Regions from separate parts of the Mus musculus genome. Here all the other regions are linked to region 1. A link is a contact called in public HiChIP or PLAC-seq and promoter capture Hi-C data. All regions are on one chromosome and are shown on one strand. The core of a region is the stretch at or near the end of the contact, and the rest is flanking DNA. Distances in the headings are between cores, read along the strand shown.

The links. Promoter capture Hi-C pulls out the DNA fragments that hold promoters and counts their contacts. HiChIP or PLAC-seq counts read pairs in DNA pulled down with a chosen protein or histone mark.
Region 2: a FOXA1 HiChIP or PLAC-seq map of pancreatic cancer cells shows a contact between it and region 1. The contact joins the promoter of Mgat3 here to the promoter of Sgsm3 in region 1. A contact is called at or near these places in 4 of 39 promoter capture datasets (the SN4741 cell line, embryonic stem cells, hippocampal neurons and 1 more) and 1 of 115 datasets of contacts at active chromatin or transcription factors (pancreatic cancer cells).
Region 3: an H3K4me3 HiChIP or PLAC-seq map of bone marrow-derived macrophages shows a contact between it and region 1, with 5 times the contacts expected there. The contact joins the promoter of Syngr1 here to the promoter of Sgsm3 in region 1. A contact is called at or near these places in 5 of 39 promoter capture datasets (the C10 cell line, HPC-7-derived erythroid cells, hippocampal neurons and 2 more), 4 of 115 datasets of contacts at active chromatin or transcription factors (bone marrow-derived macrophages, embryonic forebrain, extraembryonic endoderm stem cells and 1 more) and 1 of 9 other capture datasets (adipose tissue).
Region 4: an H3K27ac HiChIP or PLAC-seq map of large pre-B cells shows a contact between it and region 1, with 6 times the contacts expected there. The contact joins the enhancer-like site here to the promoter of Sgsm3 in region 1. A contact is called at or near these places in 3 of 39 promoter capture datasets (the C10 cell line, embryonic stem cells and pre-B cells) and 1 of 115 datasets of contacts at active chromatin or transcription factors (large pre-B cells).
Region 5: a promoter capture Hi-C map of liver shows a contact between it and region 1, with 3 times the contacts expected there. The contact joins the promoter of Tab1 here to the promoter of Sgsm3 in region 1. A contact is called at or near these places in 7 of 39 promoter capture datasets (the C10 cell line, embryonic stem cells, hippocampal neurons and 3 more) and 1 of 115 datasets of contacts at active chromatin or transcription factors (microglia).
Region 6: a promoter capture Hi-C map of pre-B cells shows a contact between it and region 1. The contact joins the promoter of Rangap1 here to the promoter of Sgsm3 in region 1. A contact is called at or near these places in 4 of 39 promoter capture datasets (cranial neural crest, frontonasal cranial neural crest, liver and 1 more).

What each region holds. Positions count from the first base shown.
Region 1 is chr15:80,976,431-80,979,405 of GRCm38.p6, forward strand. Sgsm3 (small G protein signaling modulator 3) reads left to right here and starts at 1,335. Exons shown (of 22, transcript NM_134091.2): 1 at 1,335-1,435.
Region 2 is chr15:80,172,268-80,175,202 of GRCm38.p6, forward strand. It overlaps Mgat3 (mannoside acetylglucosaminyltransferase 3), which reads left to right and starts at 1,454. Exons shown (of 2, transcript NM_010795.4): 1 at 1,454-1,571.
Region 3 is chr15:80,089,962-80,092,990 of GRCm38.p6, forward strand. It overlaps Syngr1 (synaptogyrin 1), which reads left to right and starts at 1,373. Exons shown (of 4, transcript NM_207708.1): 1 at 1,373-1,531. The coding sequence starts at 1,433. It overlaps Gm31134 (predicted gene, 31134), which reads right to left and starts at 1,873. Exons shown (of 2, transcript NR_168675.1): 1 at 1,590-1,873; 2 at 772-1,050.
Region 4 is chr15:80,318,115-80,320,814 of GRCm38.p6, forward strand. Cacna1i (calcium channel, voltage-dependent, alpha 1I subunit) reads left to right here. Exons shown (of 37, transcript NM_001044308.2): 3 at 2,245-2,356. Among named protein-coding and RNA genes, the nearest start is that of Gm31319, 30 kb to the left of the region's middle. Within about 2 kb of position 1,372, at least 53 of the 459 cell types and tissues checked have an H3K27ac peak or open chromatin away from gene starts, as enhancers often do.
Region 5 is chr15:80,131,575-80,134,612 of GRCm38.p6, forward strand. Tab1 (TGF-beta activated kinase 1/MAP3K7 binding protein 1) reads left to right here and starts at 1,572. Exons shown (of 11, transcript NM_025609.3): 1 at 1,572-1,614. The coding sequence starts at 1,582. All of the region lies in intron 1 of Gm31253 (a long non-coding RNA gene), which reads right to left.
Region 6 is chr15:81,728,458-81,731,185 of GRCm38.p6, forward strand. Rangap1 (RAN GTPase activating protein 1) reads right to left here and starts at 1,462. Exons shown (of 16, transcript NM_001146174.1): 1 at 1,255-1,462.

The DNA of each region.
Region 1 (2,975 bases), core at 85-2,584:
TCACACAAATTAAAAGGGTGCTGTGACTGAAAAGACAAACAGACTACTTAGGTAATCAACACAGATTCCATGTTACCACTTCCTAGCTCCTGTTATTTCCATCCGGGTCCTTCTCTAAACACTTCCGTCAGAAAGTCAGCCGTGCCTGTTTGCTAGCAGTCACCACCGTGGGGCTTTTTTGACTGTTGGCGTTCCCTCATAGAAGGAGGGACTGAAGAGGGCAACTGTCTGCCCCTTCCCACCCCAGACTTGAGATTACAGCTGCTCCTCACAGCCATTGGAGGCAGTTCTACCCTAATTGCACATGACCTCAAAAATCTCTGGATGCGCCGGGTCATATATGCTTCAGGGGCTCCATGTCCTCCTGAGCTGTGGGGAAGCCATATTCCATTTCGGGTGAAGACGGCAGTATGGCTGCATGTTACCCATGCTCCTGTATGCAATCTATCATCTATGCTCTGTAAGTAAGCCTAACAGATTCATTGGCTCTCCAGGTTGAACTTTGCTGAGATCGTACTTCGATTCGTCATTGGCACCTTATAAGGATCTGGTAAATATTTAAGTCTCTCAGGGAAGGAATTTTTGAAACAAATGAGAATAACATTCATTCTGCATTCAGCCCATTCCTGTGCTTGGGTGATGTGAAAAACCTGCTAATGTGCTTTGTAAGCTGTTTATTGTACGGCCAGGTCATGACTGAGTCCACCTTGCGGTTTGTAGAGTTTGCTTCATTGACCTGGGCACAAGTACGAACCAACACTTCAAACCGGTGTTGGTCGCAGTCAGTGTCTTTTCAGATTTGGCTGAGATGTCCCTTTAATGCTGTTGATAGCCTTTCTGAAATGAGGGAGGGGGGGGGGGCGGGTTCAGATTAGATTCCTTGCCAGCAGTGACAGTGTCAGCTGCCATCTTTCTGGATTGTTCTTTGGTGCTGTGTTTAAACGTTTTCCATACACATTGAGTTCTCACGGAAACCGTAAGTTCCGGGTTTTTATGGATGCGCAAAATGTTACGAGTGACTCAAAAGCAGGTGCTCAGGTTCCACACACCGCTTCCTTCTTAGTCATGACCTCAATCAATTACTGCTTTCCCCAGGGCCTGTGACTGATGGAAAACTAGATTAATCTGGTCTAGAAGCCAGCTCTGTGAGCCTGAAAGAGAAGACCAGTTTCTGGACTTGTGCACTGACTCCATCCTGACTGCTCCCAAACAACCACGAGTTGCTTGCATCACAGACCGGGTGCCTGGGGTACCTACCTCTAAAGGACGCCTGGAACCTGGGATGGGCCAGTCTTCCCGCGAAACTACAGCCCCCAGCATGCCCCACGGCCACCGGCTCTGCGGCCCGCGCGTGCGCAGAAGGGCAGCAGTGCGCGCCGACTAGGAGGCAGCTGCTAGCCTGACCTGCCGAGGTGCTGAGGTGGCCGCGAGACAGGTGAGCGGTGCGCGAGTCTCCGAGTCTCCGGGCCGGCGAGGGGGACGCTCACCTGCCTCTTGAGTGGAGGCCGCGGGGTACGGGCTGAGGGGAAGGCGGCGGGGAAGGCGCCGCCTCAGGCGGGGGCGGCGAGCCGCCGCGGCGTGGCTGCTCCCACGGCGACCCGGGACGCGCGTGACAGTGACAGACCCACCCCCTCCGGCGGCTCCCGGCGACCCGGAGGAACTGCGCCTGACGCAGCGGCGGGCGTCTCGGCAGGTGGCAACTCTCCCTCAGAGCCGACTTAGCTGTTCCCCTGGAAGACTCGGGTTCAGTGCCTAGGCCGAGTGTTAGCAGCGGGGAAACTGAGGCGGACGTGTAGGCAGGGGTCGCCTCGTGTGCTTCCGGTTAGAGGTCCTGAAATTACCCTGAGATTTAGGTGTGGGTCCCGACTGCTTTCATAGGGCAGTAATAGGAAATACAGATGCTTTAAAGTTTCCTTGTCAGTGACAGATTGTGCCGTGTCTTCCCGTCTCATGATGCATAGGAAATTTATGATGGGCTATGGTGGGTTTGTTTTTGTTTTTGTTTAGGTTTTTGTTGGTGTTGGTGGTGAGTTTTTAGAGATGACAGGGGAGTGGGTATTATCTGTCTGTCTGTCTGTCTGTCTGTCTATCCGGTTCCTTAAAAGAAATCTTTCTAGGTAAATTCATGTTTGTAGCCCAGGCTGGCCTCAGACTCCGAGCTCTGCCTGCTTCTGCTTTCCAAGTGCCGAACTGAAGGTGTGCGCTCTCAAGCCTCCAAATTCACATCTTCAACCGGACTACTTTTCAGTTTCATCTTTTTTTCTTTGTAGCTTTTCTGACTGTGCTGGTGACTGAGTTTTCAGGCACGCACAGTTCCTGGTTCTTTTCCCCCTTAAGCCCTCTGTTAGCCTCCAGCTTTCTTCTGACTCCAAGCATTAATGATCAGTTTCCCATACTCTGTTCCCCGTGACCTATGTGTGTGCTGCTGCTGCTGCTACTGTTGTTGTTGATTATTCCATATGGAACCCAGGGCCTCCCTCCACTACTGAGCTGTCCCCAAATCCTTAATGTAGCTTCTTCATCATTATCTCATCTTGGTTTTTTGGTTGATTGGTTGATTGGTTTTAAACTTTTAAAATTTAATTTTTTTAAATGTGTGTGTGTTCATGAGTGCATGACCTGCAAAGGTCAGAAGATGGCTTTAGATCCCCAGGAGTTAGAACAGCGGTGAGATTGTTATGGGTTCTGAGAACCAAATTTGACTTCTCTGCTAGAGCAGTATTCATTCTTAACCGTAGAGCTATGGCTCCACCCCTGATTGTTGCTGGTGTTGTTTGTCCCTGGCTAGCCCGAAGCTTTCTGTGTAGACTAGGCTGGTCTTCAGTGATCTTTCTGTTTCTCTGACTCGTAGATGTTGGGATTAAAGCATGTGTCAACACATCCAACTCCCTGTCCTTTTTAACCACAGATATGTGTGGTCTATGGTAGAGGGGAGGTGTTTTGGCTGGTGTATATGACCCCTGGATCAACATTAA
Region 2 (2,935 bases), core at 204-2,703, 800 kb before region 1:
TTTTGCATTATACTGAAATCAAAGGCCATGCAAGTTGTGTGTGGAATATAACCTATGGTAACTGGCTGGCATATGGGAGGGTCTGGGTTTCATTCCCAGCGCCACAATAAGTAAATACATTCAGACAAATTGATAACCTTGAGAGGGAGACAAGTTATAGAGGTGGTGTACTGGTTTTTAGGTCACAACAGAATGCCTCAAATCAAGAAAAAGTGTCAGGGCTGGAGAAATGGCTCAGTGGTTAAGAGCACCCTTCCAGAGAATCTGAGATCAAGTCCCAGCACCCATGTCAGGTGCTTCTGACTGCAATCCAGCAGGGCTCTGGGGATATTTAGATCATTTAGAGCCGGGTGTTGGTGGTGCACGCCTTTAATCCCAGCACTCAGGAGGCAGAGGCAGGCAGATCTCTGTGAGTTCAAGGCCAGCCTGGTCTACAGAGTTGAGTTCCAGGACAGCCAGGGCTACACAAGAGAATCCCTGTCTTGAAAAAACAAAATAAATAAATCTATCATAGGTGACCTGAGTGCTAGAGATGCCCATTATAAGCAGCATCCTGGGGGTGGGGGGTGGGGAAGAAGAATGGAGAAACCTCCAAGTCTGGGGTTGAATCCCAGATCCAGCACATTCTGTCACCCTCTGCGCCTCATGGGTGGCTTTGTGCATTGATGAAGAGGGTGGAGGCAGAAGGATGTACAGAGGCCAACACATCCGAGCAAGACACAAACTAGCACGGACACTGTGTCGACCCAGTACCCAGTGTTTTAGACGCTTTCCTGTACCAGGCCTCTGCATAGGGCTACAGTGATGTACACACCGGTCAGGACTTTGTCACACCACCACACAGGAGGCCTGTGCCCCCAGCCACAGTATGCCCACAATCACGCCACAGTACGGATCTATCTACACACCCCATGCACATAAGGGCCAATCTATCACACGCTGCAGAACACAGACACACAGATCCACTCACACGCAGAGCCCGACAAGCACTTTGGCCAGCTCCGCCTCACACAGCACACACACCCGCACAGGACGCCCGGGCAGTGGGCCGGCGCACGCACGGTCACAGGCAGGGCACGCGCACACTCGCGCGTCCGATTGCTGCGCACACACACACACACAGAAACACACACATACACACGAAAGAGGCGCGGGGCGGTGGCGGGAGCTCGCGGTCCAGGCGCCCCTGGCCCGGAGCGCGCAAAGCCCGGCTGGCGGGGGAGGGGACGCGGCCGCGCGGGGGCGGGGCGGGGGCCGGCGGGAGCGGGCACCTCCAGCGCAGCGCTCGGCCTCGCCGCCGCGCCCCCGCTACCGCCCCGGGGTGCAGTCAAGCGGCCGCGCCGGGCCCGCGGGACGGGGTGGAGGTGGGGTGGGGGGCGGGGATCGGGCCGGGCCCGGGCCGCGCTGCCTGCGATGCCGGGCGCCCGCCGCAGCCGCCGCCGCCGGAGCCCGGGATGGGGCGAGGAGAGGCTGCGGCGGACGCCAGCATCTCCCCGCCGGGGACCCCGGGGGCCCCGGAGCCGCCGCCGCCGCTGCTTCTACCGCCGCTGCTGAGACCCAGCGGACGATGGGTGAGTTGACCCTGGAGCCGGGGACCCGCGCCGCAGCCCTGCATCTTCCCCGCACCCCAGGCCTCGCCTCCGCGTCCTCCCCACTCCCGTCTCCCCCCGTGGTGGTCCCGCAGCCCCGGGGGCGGGGGCATGGGGCCGAGTAGGGGCGAGATGTGGGGGACTGCTTAACCGGCGCCCCCTGCCCCCACCCGCCTGCTCTCCGCAGCTCTCCGTGGCCGCGGGGCAGAGCCTGGCGCGGCGACCCCCTCCCTTGGCTGGACCGGGGTGGGGTGGGGGCGTCCCGAGGCGCGGAGCTCCAGCCATGCTTTGTGCGCTGCGCTCCCTTCCACCTCCGGCGCAGCTCGGGGCTGGGGGCGCGAGGCCTCAGCTCTTGCCTTCCCCACCCCCGATCCCGGGCTGCTGCGGCTGCTGGCCGAGGCCCAGGCGCGGTTGGGGTGCTGGGCGAGTGTGGGGGCTGTGGCTGGAGCTGTAACTACAGCTGCCTTAGTGGGGAGCAGGGAAAAGCTTAGCATGAGAGGCCCCCACCTTCTACTGGGGAGGGGTCTCCCTCTCTTTGCACTGCACTGCCCAGGGCGGAGGAGGGCTCCTGGCTGGGGGAGGGCGCTATAAATATCTACAAATAGTTCTAGAACCGGGCTGGGGTGGGGAGGGGAGCTTGCTTGGTTGTGCTAGTGGCGGGGGTGCCTGAGCTGGGGCGCAGCATCTCTGACTGCTGCGCCCCAGTCATCTCCGATGGCCTGAGGTCTGATGATGTTCCCTCGCCTGCGGAACTCAGAAGGGGGATGTAGGCAGGAACATTTTCCCTACTGGGATTTTTCTGTGGTCCTCCATCATCTCTGGGACACGGGTGCAGAAATGCCTTCATGGGGGATTGACCTGGAGGGACACAGTTATTAAAGGTCCAGGCAATGAGCCAACCGTGAGGATGACAGGGAGAGCAAGACAAGGCTCTCTCCTTCTGGGAGCTGGCAACTCCAGGATTATTAGTGCTGCCCAACGCTAAGGAGATAGGCAGGGTTTCTGGGAAAGTTAGAAAGAGGGGCTCTTTGCTCTAGGGAGGAAGAACCTACTGGAAGACGGAAAAGTTCCCAGGGCTGAAGAAATAGTAAGAGAAAGGACCGAGAGATGTGCTCTCTGGTGTGTTGAGAGATGGTGTGTAGCATGGTGGGACACTGAACCACGAGGAGAAATGAGCTGAAGAGTGGGTATCCATGTGTGGCCAGCTGTGGTTGTATAGTGATTAGTACTGTATGTTATGGTTGCAACAACCATGGTTCGAATCTGAGTCCCAACACCAGTGATAGGACAAATGCCGTGAGAGGTGAGGTGGGGGTACTTTTGGCAGGTGGTGCCAAGGTGTGCCT
Region 3 (3,029 bases), core at 123-2,622, 890 kb before region 1:
GGGCTATACAGTGAATTTAGCAGTTAAGAGCACTTGTCCTTGCAGTGGACCAGAGTTTGATTCCCACACAGTGACCCACAAAGGTCTGTAGAGCTCCAGGTCTAGGGAATCCCACACCCTCTTCTCACCTCCTCAGGCAATGCATTTATACGATGCTCATATGAACATGCAGGCAGACACTAATACAAGACAAAGAGAAAATAAAAATGAAAAAAAGTCTTCCAATGTACAAAGTTATAAAGATCTTCCCTTGTTTTCCTCTAGACGTTTTATAGGATCATAGTATAACAGCTGCCTCAGACCTGAAACTCCATCACAGGGATAAAGCAGCAGGAGGAATAGAAATTCAAAACCCATCCCCCTCCTCCCGGTGAATTCCAGAGGCCGGCCTCTACAAGCCACTCTGTCTCAAAAACAAAACAAAAACAACAAATAAAAACAACGACAAAAGCCCCCGAGAGAGCCGGGCGTGGTGGTGCACGCCTTTAATCCCAGCACTCAGGAGGCAGAGGCAGGCGGATTTCTGAGTTCGAGGCCAGCCTGGTCTACAGAGTTCCAGGAGAGCCAGGGCTATACAGAGAAACCCTGTCTCGAAAAAAACAAAAAACAAACAAACAAACAAAAAAAGCCCCCAAGAGCCCCAAAGGGCCAACTATGTTGGGGTTGGGAGGGGGTAGAGTATATTTATTGACCACCTACTGTTTGTGAGGCCTTTGGATATAAACAAAACCTGACCAGCAGGAGCACACAGACAGAGGAGACAACGGAAGAAATAAGTACATAATTAATTATTGGATTAAGGAAAGGGATCGGGAGCTGTGGTGGAAGGGGAAGGGAGTCTCAGGTCTGTTTTTTTCCCAGCTTTTGCCTCCCTTACAGCGCCTTCCAGGTCAGGGGGCGCGTGCATGACATCATCGGTGGAGCTCGGCGGCTAGGTGGTTCTGGGGGCCCGAGAAGGCTGTGCAGATCTCTTAGAGAGGGTCATTACTGCAGCCAGCGACCTACGGACGCGTTCAATGAGCCACTGTACGATCAAACGGAGCCCCTTCCCTTTATTTGAAGCAGAGAGCGAAAGGAAAGAGGCAAATGAATAAATAAATAAATACATAACAAAAAGAGTTTCCTGAAGAACTACATCTCAGAGGGCTTCCGAAAGCGGGGATGCGGCTGCACTCTCTGTCCACACCCTGATCACGCGCTATTTTGCAAAGAGGTCACCCCGCTGGCTGGGAGCGCGCCCCACACCGGGACCCCAAGAAGCACCCGCTTTCTGAGCGCGAGCTTCGGGGAGCTGCACCTGCCGTGCACGGACGCCCCCTGGCGGGAGCCCCGGCAAGCACTAGCCGAGCGCAGGGGAGGGGGCGGGGGCGCCGCGCACGCGCACGGGTCGGCGGCGCGCGCCGAGCGGGGGGCGCCGCGCGGTGCAGCCACGATGGAAGGGGGTGCGTACGGAGCGGGCAAAGCCGGGGGCGCCTTCGACCCCTACACCCTGGTGAGGCAGCCACACACCATCCTGCGCGTCGTGTCTTGGGTAAGGACACAGCAAGGCGGGCTGGGGCGCGGGGCGCCGGACACCGACGCGACCTCACCTGGCCCGGGCGGCCCTGCTGACACAAGCGGATCACGGCCCCTGTCACCGAGGTCCTCAGTCCCATCGCCGAGACCTCCAGGCTGTCGCTGCTTTACACTTAGCGGCTAGGTTCTCGTGCGTCGGTGGGGACGGAGCCCAAGTTTAAGGCCGCTTATTGGGGGGCGCGGATCAGGGCGTGGATCTTTTTCTAGGGCGCACTGCTGCACCTGCCGCGCGCTTTCGGGGCGAGGACCTGGAACTAGATTTTGTTGCTCACTCTGTACGCTGCGGAGCTCTGAGTCTGGAGCCTGGATTTTTGGGTTCCGTCAAGACCCGCATCTGTTTTGCCGCGTGACCTTGGGCAGGGAACCACCCCAAAAAAGATACGAGGGATTCAGTTCGGATCTGGGTGGGGAGCGTCACCTCTTATGTCATGCCTCAGTTTCTCGATTTATAGGGGTGGGAGGAGCCAGGCCCCTTTGGGCTCTGACATTTTATGAATCCGCAACTCTCCGATCCCTAACAAACACCTGAGTGGATTCTAAATGTGGTCTGGAGAAAGGTTCCTTCCATGCAATAGAGAGCAGAGAAGTCTGTTTGTTCGCAATCTTTAGCCCACCTAGTCCGTGCAGGTCCCCCAGTGCTGAGTGGGGCTCAGCTCAAACCTGGGGGGTGGGGCAGAAACATCTTGAAGGAGTGGCTCAGGAGGCCTTGCACCCCAGGGTGAGGAGGCCTGTAGGCTCTGGGGTTGGCTGGCTTCATGGAGGGTCTTGCCCCTGTAGATCTGGGGGTCCATTCCTGTTGTGCTAAGACCAGAAGAGCCTGCATTGGTGACACGGGTCACGGACCCCTGGGGGCTAATAACCGAAGTCAGCTGTGACCCGGGCTTGCAGAGGTGCCCTCCTTTCCTCGTTTTCAGGGCCATTTCAGGATCTGATGCGTGGAATGGCTTGAGATTAATTCTGGTCTTACGGGGATCTTTTACGTTTCCTTCTTGTGGGGAGCCTTGTTTCTGTTACTCTTCATGGCCGTGCAGCCCAGCTATATCCGCGAGGGTTTGTGACACCGGATTTATTCATTCTTGGCCCTCCCCAGCTCTCAGATGCCCCTGCAGGCCCTAGGTAAAACGGGAACCCTGGAGGCACCTGCCTGCTCAGGTGCGCTGCTTCCTCTGACCTCTCTGGAGCCCCTGGCTGGGATGTTGGAAACACAAGCTTTGTGAGGGGGCGTGGGCGTTCCTTCTGCTTGGGTCATTTCTACCGGTGATGGCTTCATTTAGCAAAGCTTTATTGAGTCTGCCAGGCCCGGAGGGGAGGGAAGGGAGGGAGGGCAGCATGACTCAGGCTCAGGCTCGGTCCTGATGCTCAGGGAGCCCACAGTCCTACTAGAGAGGGAGCCAGGACCAGAGGTCTCCCTGCTGTGGCATGGATGTGCTTCGTGGAGGTGATGTCATGTTGGT
Region 4 (2,700 bases), core at 122-2,621, 660 kb before region 1:
TGGTCGGCCTCAAACTTCCTGCCTCAGCCTCCCCAGTGCTGGGATTGCAGGTGTGTACTGTCACAGGTGTGTAAATATGTTTCCCCTTTGGATCGAATTTAGTTTTATCAAGGAGTCTGAGGACTCAGTGCTGACATCACACAGGGCCCACTGGAGAGTCAGGAGCCAGAGCTGCAGCCCCAGGGAGGCAGGGGCAGTATTGCAGACACAGGACCAAGGGCCGGGAGGGGACACTGGCCGAGGAACCCAGCAGGTCTGATGTAGACAAAACCCAGCCACGTGATCTAAAGAGGGGTCTTGACTTTCCCCACCTGTGAATGGGCCCATCAGGTGCACTTGGGCCTGGGTCTCCAGGAAGGACAGAGGCAGCAGAAACTGGGCTATGAGAGGGAGGTAATGAATGGGGGAAGGGGGGGAGGGAATCAAGGGGAACGGGGATGCTCGCTGGTAATTAGAACGTTTGAACTTCAAAAAAGTTAATTAATGACACAGCTACTGCTGGAGCAAGGCTAGGGCTCAAAGGGGGCCTGGCAGCGACTGAAATTAATTACAGGCTATGGCGGGAGAGTGGCAGCCAGGCCAGGGACAGGAAGGAGCAGGGCAGGGACAGAGGCCATGGAAGTCAGCTTTCAAGGTGAGCAGGGTCTGGAGAGCAGAGGGGGCTGTTGCCATGGAAACTAGGTCAGTTCTCTTAGCAGGCAGGAGGGGCCCAGTCCACTGTGGTTGGCATCTGGCTGTGGTGGGCTGGTGTGGCTTCACCGAGCTGGGGTTGAACTGGTGTGGCTGGGGGGTGGGGTGGGGGGAGCTTGAGATAAACTCATGTATTCACTCGGCAAGTCTTGGTTGAGCATCTCCATGCTGTTCTGGTTGGAGTTGAGTGCTTGTAGATCCCAGGGACCCAGACTCTGCTCAAAAGTGGGCAGAGAGGATGAGCGTTAGATGGGAGAGAGTCAGGCTGGAGGGCTGCTGGGGGAGGAGCTTGTGGGGCTGAATGGCCTGAGACCAGACAGGAAAAGCAGGCCACCACGGGCTGGGAGGGAGGCAGTCGGGGGAAGGAGAAGAGGGTAGGTCGTGCTGGCCAGCTTTGTGGAGGGCTTCTGATTTTAAGCCAGGAGAAGCTGGGAGCCACAGCAGGCACTCTGAGAAGAGGGGTCGGGACAGCCTCTGTGGACCTGTGAGGTGCCCCTTAGCTCCAGTGAGGAGCTGCTGTGAACTTGCTTGAGACCCCAGAGCCACTCACCGCAGGGAATTGAGTTCACAGGCAGGCCCTGGTCTCTGGCACTGCTGGCTGCTCTGACAGCACATAGCAGCTCTGTACCCAGATGCTAAATGCTGGAGTCAGGGACAGGAATGTGGGTACAGCTGGTGGCAGGGGTTGTCAGTCTGCTTCCTGGTAGATGAGAAACTACTAGAAGAGAGTGAGTCATCAGACAGGCTCCTTCATCTGGCAGTTCACCCCTGAGTCTGACCTCAGTCATTTATGCTGTTGTGTGGTTTCACTTTTTTTTTTTTCTTCACCATGATGCACTTTTTGGGGGGGGGGCACAGATCTCCTTAGCCCCGAGGACTTGTGTATAAGAGGAGAGGCCATTTGGGGGATATGAGCAGGCAGTTCTCTTCTCTCTGGGCTGTAGGATCCCCTTATCCTGCTGGTGGCCTGTGGCTGACCTGAAGGGCTGATCTCTAGATGCCCTGGCTCCAGGCTGCAGGATTCTGCTGGGGCAGAACCCGGGAAGCCAGGTCTCTGGGTTGGGCTGATTTGGGAGCAGCGGTCAGAGGGTGACTGTGAGCTTCAGCCCCACAGAGATAGGCAGATCAGGAGAACATGTCCAGGGATGCCTCAGAAGTGCAGACCCATTCCTTGGATGGGAAGCATGAAGCCACCGCAGAGGGATGGGAGAGGGAGAAGAGAAGGCCGGCATCAGAGCTGTTGAGTCTGGGGACCCTTTCTGGGGGCCACTCCTTCCTGGGTGGGACCTGGAGGCATCCTGCAGTGGATGCTTCAGTGGTTTGATTTGGTTTCGGTTCCCTGCAGGGTGTGGCATGGGTTGCACCTGTGTGGCGGGCCAGCTGCACTGTCTCTGAAAGCTTGGACCTGGGTCACTGAGAGGTCCACAGGGGTGGGGGTGGAGTTGGGGGTGGGGGGCAGAAACGGTCTGCATGTCTGTTCCTGGGGTGTCACATTCAGGAGTGTGGCGCCCCAGGCCGCGCTTCCACCACCAGTTCTTCCTTGACTTGGTGTACGTGGTTCGAGTGTGTGAGCATGCTGGTCATCCTGCTGAACTGTGTGACCCTGGGCATGTACCAGCCATGTGACGATATGGAGTGCCTCTCAGACCGCTGCAAGATCCTGCAGGTGAGCCTCTCAGTCGTCCCCTCCCTCCCAGCCGGGTGTCCTCTTCCAAGCTCAGGGCTCTACTGTAGCTCAGCCCCTCAGCTCTTCTGAAGAATTGCCCCTCCTGTCATCTTTGTTTTCCCAGCTGAGGCTCCTCACCCCATCCCATTCACACAGCGAAGGCAGTGGCTACATTTCTCTGCCCGCAGCCAGCCTCTGCTCCCTGATACCTCCTCCCTTGTGGACTCGTGGGCCCTGATGTGGCATCTGCGTGGTTGTAGGCACGGTGTGAGGTACCACAGAGTAGGGCTCTGGGGACGTATCCATTTTACAGAAGTAGAATATTTGATGCCTGTCCCTGGGAG
Region 5 (3,038 bases), core at 322-2,821, 840 kb before region 1:
AATCTTTCCAAAAGGCCTCCCGCTGTTGCTCGTGTCCTTGCACCGTCTCCCTTGGACCCTGTCCACTCCCCCCATCCCGCCCCTTCAGCTGCTCCATCTGTGATGTCTTTGCATGCTCAGCTTGTGTTCTGAGCTCTAGCCCCCCTACTGACTTGACAACGTCTCATCTCAGAACCACACCAAACTCAGCATGCTAACGTGGAACTCACACCTTTCTCTTGCTCCATAAACCTACCTGAGCCTGCAAAAAAAAATCTGCAGGGATCTTTGACACACTTCTTCCCATCAGCACTGTCTTTTTATTGTTGTTGTTTTCTCGAGACAGGGTTTCTCTGTGTTGCCCTGGCTGTCCTGGAATTCACTCTGTAGACCAGGCTAGCCCCGAACTCAGAAATTCGCCTGCCTCTGACTCCTAAGTGCTGGGATTAAAGGCATGTGCCACCACACTGGCCCATCAGCACTGTCTTAGGCCATTTCCTGTTGCTTTAATAAAATGCTTGATACTGGGGGGCTGGAGAGATGGCTCATCGGCTAAGAGCACTGACTGCTCTTCCAGAAGTCCCGAGTTCAAATCCCAACAGCCACATGGTGCCTCACAACCGTTTCTAATGGGACCTATGGGATCTGGTGTGTGAAGACAGTTATAGTGTACTCATACATAAATACACAAATCTTTTAAAAAAATTGATACTGGATTATTTATTCATTTAATGAAACAGGGTGTCATATAGTAGTCCATGCTGGTATCAAACTTCTGGTCCTCCTGTCTCTTCTTGTTGTTGTTTTTGTTTTTTTTTTTCAAGACAGGGTTTCTCTGTATAGCCCTGGCTGTCCTGGAACTCACTCTGTAGACCAGAAATCCGCCTGCCTCTGCCTCCCAAGTGCTGGGATTAAAGGCGTGTGTCACCACGCTCGGCTCCTCCTGTCTCTTCTTAAGGGATGGGATTACAGGACTCAAATTTATAATCCCCCTGCCTCAGTCTCCTAAACTCTGGGATTACAGTTGTGACTCTCCAAATCGAGCTTCCGCACCGTGCTTCTAGAACAAACAGACTCTTCCTTTGGGCACTGGCCAGTCACGCCAAGTGGCCTGCAATTACATTGCCAGCTAACACTACACTCCCATGTTACCGTCCATAAATTTAACTTCTGAGAATTTACAACTACTCGGAATTGCAGTCTTCTCCAAATCTAACTTCAGCTAGTTTGGCATTGGGGTGGCCTCCATTATAAGATCAGGCAGTCAGTCACCCACTACTCTTGTAAACTGAATCATTCGTTCTCTCTTGCTCCCTCCTCGCTAAGCCGCTTTAAATAGGATCTCAGGATCTCCATCGGGGTGAAAAAAAAATCCGGGAGAAAGCACACCCATAAAGACCCCAGGAAACAAGAAAGTCGAAGAAAGTAGGCTGATGGGGTTGGGGGTGGGGTGGGGGCAAGAGCCGCGCTTGCTCAAGGCGCCTCTGCTGCGCCTCCTCCGCTCCGCCGGGGGCGCTGTGGATAAGCTCCGCGGCAGCCCGAGCCGCTCTAGCCCCTCATCCCGCCACTCCGAGAGCCTGGCGCGCCGCGGGGTCCTCCAAGATGGCGGCGCAGAGGAGGAGCCTGCTCCAGAGTGTGAGGAAACCGACCCGCTCTCCGGGCTGGGAGGGTTGGGAGCTCGGGTGTGTCCTCGGGTGCAGGAACTGTTGTCTTTAGATGGCAGAGCATGGCCCTCTCGCCCCAGAGGCCTTTGGGGGCTTGCAGCGCGCGAGACCCACAGCCGGCTGGCGCCGCGCCTGTTCTGCGCGTGCGCGTCGCAGGCTGGGGCCTCTAGGGGGTCAAGGGCGCCGGGGTCCTGCGGAGTGGGAGCGTCCTCGAGCCGGAAGGGGACGTGGCGCCGCCGAGCGGGCCATCCGGAGCGTGGACACGACTAATAATAAATAGCCCCCCGCTTGTGTAAGGCGTGCTGTATCTCTGGCATTGTGTGGACCGCCTCGCGTTTATAAGCTTCGCCAGCAGCACCGGAGAATAGTTAGCGACTAAAAGTTTTTACAGACGAGGAAACCGAGGTCAGGCAGCTGGTGAGCGGCAGAGGCAGAGGCAGGATTAAAATAGTCTGGTTCCAGAAACACCCCTAAGGTTTAGGCTCCTCAAGTGAGGGCGTAGGGTTTTACTTCTGCCTCCCAGTTCACCGGGTCCCGTTGAAGGTTGGCTCCAGGCACCCCGACCTGGTCATCTGGACCTCCACGGTTTGATGTAGTCTACCCGTCCCTGCATCTTTCTCACATATGTGCAGTTACACATGTATGTATGTTAGCTCAGAGTACTGTTTGGATCTGCCAGGACAGGGCGGGGATCCCTTGGCCTTCCTTACCGTGGCACTCTGTAGGAGTTGCCTCTGGATGTCTGCTTCCTTGAAGACCAGCGCCTCTTAGCATGTTGACTTCACCACCCTACCACCCTTGCATGCTAGGTGCTTGGTCAGTGTCTGTCACAGAATGAGGAAATTGGTCAGGAACTAGGTCTTGGCTTTTCAAGGGTGGGGGGAAGTAGCTTGCCTGGCCTAGAGGATCTGAAGCCAGAGGGAGACGTGGGGGAAGAGAGAGATGGCTTTCCCTTCACTATTGTGTGCCTGCTCGGGCCTTTTGTAAAACCCTGGGAGTAAAGAGGTCTGGCTCTCTGTTTTGTAAGGTCCCAGAGGGCAAGGCCCTTGTATAAATGTCCCCATTGTAGAAAGCGTCTGGGGAACACTGATATGATTGTGACCTTGAGAGAAAGAGGGGCTGGGAAAAAAATAGTGACTGATGCCGACTGAGTTGGCTTGCTAACAAGAGAAAGGTCGACTGGGTCAAGTATCTTCTGTCTCTTCCTTGTGATGGGACCCAAAGAACACCAGTTAGGGCAGAGTGTAGGCTTTTCCCAGCACACAGAGAATGTGTTCTCTGTGTATGCTGGCGGACTTTAAAAAGGGGGAGGGAGGGCCGGCTTTAACCCGTAGTGTCTTGATGCTAGGGAAGGAACAGGAAAAGATAACTGTGTAAGGCCCCTTCCATCCTCAG
Region 6 (2,728 bases), core at 212-2,711, 750 kb after region 1:
GCTCATGGGCGACAGGAGGGGCCATGGTCAGAGCAGAGGAGAAAAGATAACAAAGGACATTCTAATTACTGTATCAGTATGAGTGACCAGGAGGGTCCCTGGAAGGTTTCAAGCAACTAAGCGTACACCAAGCTGTTTTTGACAGGAACAGGGTCCCAGTATAAGGCCTGATATTCGAGGGCTCAAAGAATGACAACACTGAGAGGTAGTCTCCTCAGACCAAATAAGCTAGTTCAAACCAAATTAAAGTATAAAGGCAGGTTTATTGGGGACAGCGCTCTAGTGGGTTCACTGGTCCCAAAGAAGGAAAGTCGCCTTGCAAACAGGGAGACAGAGGGGTGGGGGAGAGAAGGAAAAACGAGCTCACATATGCAGAAAGTGAGAGAAATGCAGACAGAGGAATGGAAGGGTAAGTGAGAAGACCAAAATGTCAGGATTATATAGTGAAGAGCTTCAGGGGAGAGAAGCAAGCCCAGCCCCGGGACTGGAAACTTCAAGTAGGGACTGAGGGATTCTGGGAGAACCTGGAGGCCATGTCCGCTTTGGTAGGTTAAATAGGCACCTTAGCCAGCTGTCACGGGCCAGAAACCCAACAAACACGAAGATGAGTAAAAATCTATCTGGAATTCAGCCACCTCTTACAGTTCCACGATGGGACAATGAGATTAAAAACTGGTGGTGGTAGGTAGGGCTCCAGGTGGAAGGGACACACAGACACACACACAAGCCCTCCCCAATTCACTTTAAAGAATGACTAACCAAAGCAAAACAGGGATGGTATTGAGCTATCCAAGGTCAGCAGACGGCCTGGGAGAGAGCAGGCACAAACGGTCAATACACAAACGCCCTCTCCTCCTGGGCGGCCGCGTGGGGGACGTCCTCAGGTGCACGGCCATCCATCGACCCAGCCAAGCGTCAGCAGTGACTCATGCCAGGCTTCCCGCGCGGACGTGGGCCGACTGGGTAGGCAACGATGGACTGCGTAGCCCCACCCGGCACGCCAGCCGGCTTCCTACCGCCTCCAGGTGAGATGGATGGCAACGGGAGGCGCCACCGCCGAGAGGAAGCTGTGGCTAGTGGCCACTCTAGGCCTCAGTTTCCCCAAACGTACAAGGGGCAGCGGCGCCCAGCGTCCCATCCCCCAAAGCCGGGCGCAGCGTGATCAAAAGGGTAGAAGCAAGGCGATCGCTTCGCCCCACCCAGACCCTGGTGGCCCAGGCAAGTGACAGGAAGAGCGTGAGGGCCCCGACTCACCACAAATTAGCGGCACCGCGGCGTGGGGGGACGGAACGCGCGCGTCGGTCACTGCTTGAGAGTCCGCGTGGGGGCCAGGCCCAGTGACCAGTCTGCTTGCCTCTCCTTGCTGCCGCGGCTCCTCGTTTAGCTCGTGCACACCACCTGCTCCACGATCCCCAGCGATTATGGCGGCGGAGGAGGATTTTTGAAAGCCGGCAGTTTCTTTCCTTCGATTTGATTTGTTCAAGCCGGAGCGGGGTTTTGCCGGGCCGGCTTGCGGGGCCTACTGGGAAAGGAAGTCCTGTCCTCCGGCGCTGGCATGGCGGGACGCGCGCGATGAACTACAATTCCCATGATGCAGAGCGCTCGGACTTCGCAACCCTCCTCTCCGCCCTCTCGGCTTCTGGCTCTTTCTCTACAGTACTCTGTGGGATGGTATTTGACGGAAGCGCCCGCAGACTACAAATCCCGACAGACCATGCCGCGAAGTAGCCGCACCCTTCCGTAGAGGTTAGCGCTCATTCATGCAACTTTATTGACAAAGGCGAAACAGTGAATCACTGGATCACTTCAGCATTGATAGGGATCTACTTGCTAAAAGAAATGACTTTAAAAACAAATTCTAATTCCCCTGAAATTGAAAGGAAACTCCAAAGATAATTTTTAAAAATGGAGAAAGTCATTTTGTAATAGAGACAAACTCCAGGCATCGCCTTAACCAACTGGTTCATATTAACATCAATATGAACACAGCATGGCGCACTGATGACACAGCATGGCTGTCCATTCTTCAAATGGATAAAATTAATCAAATCAGAGAGAAAGAGACGGAGAAACAGAGAGCCGGGGAGGGTGGGGAGAAAGAGAGAAAGAGAGAGAGAAAGGAGAGAAACAAAAGCCAAAACCATCTTCCAGAATAACTGGTCTGTATTGTTCCAAATTCTCCTGTGCCATTCAATTTGAAGAATGTTACTCCTTAAAGCCTATGGAAGCCGGGCAGTGGTGGCCCACGCCTTTAATCCCAGCACTCGGGAGGCAGAGGCAGGTGGATTTCTGAGTTTGAGGCCAACCTGGTCTACAAAGTGAGTTCCAGGACAGCCAGGGCTATACAGAGAAACCCTGTCTCGAAAAAAACAAACAAACAAAAAAGACTATGGAAAACGGTTGCTCTGGGGCATAGCTCAATGATAAGTGTATGCATTGAGTTTGAGTTCATCCCCAGCCCTAAAAATTAAACAAATAAATATGAAACAGACATGTTTAATAAGTGAAATACCCGGGCCTGGGTTTCATCTTTCACGGGGCAACAGAGATTTGCTATAAAGGACAATACTAAAATAATTAGCAAAATGTGTCTGTATAGTAAGTGTTACTATCAATATAAGGTGGGTTTTTTTTTGTTTTTGTTTTTTGCTTTTTGTACTGTGGAGTATGTGTGATAGTGTGAAATAAAGTAAGAGAAGTCTTTTTACTCTTCCTGGCATGTACTTCT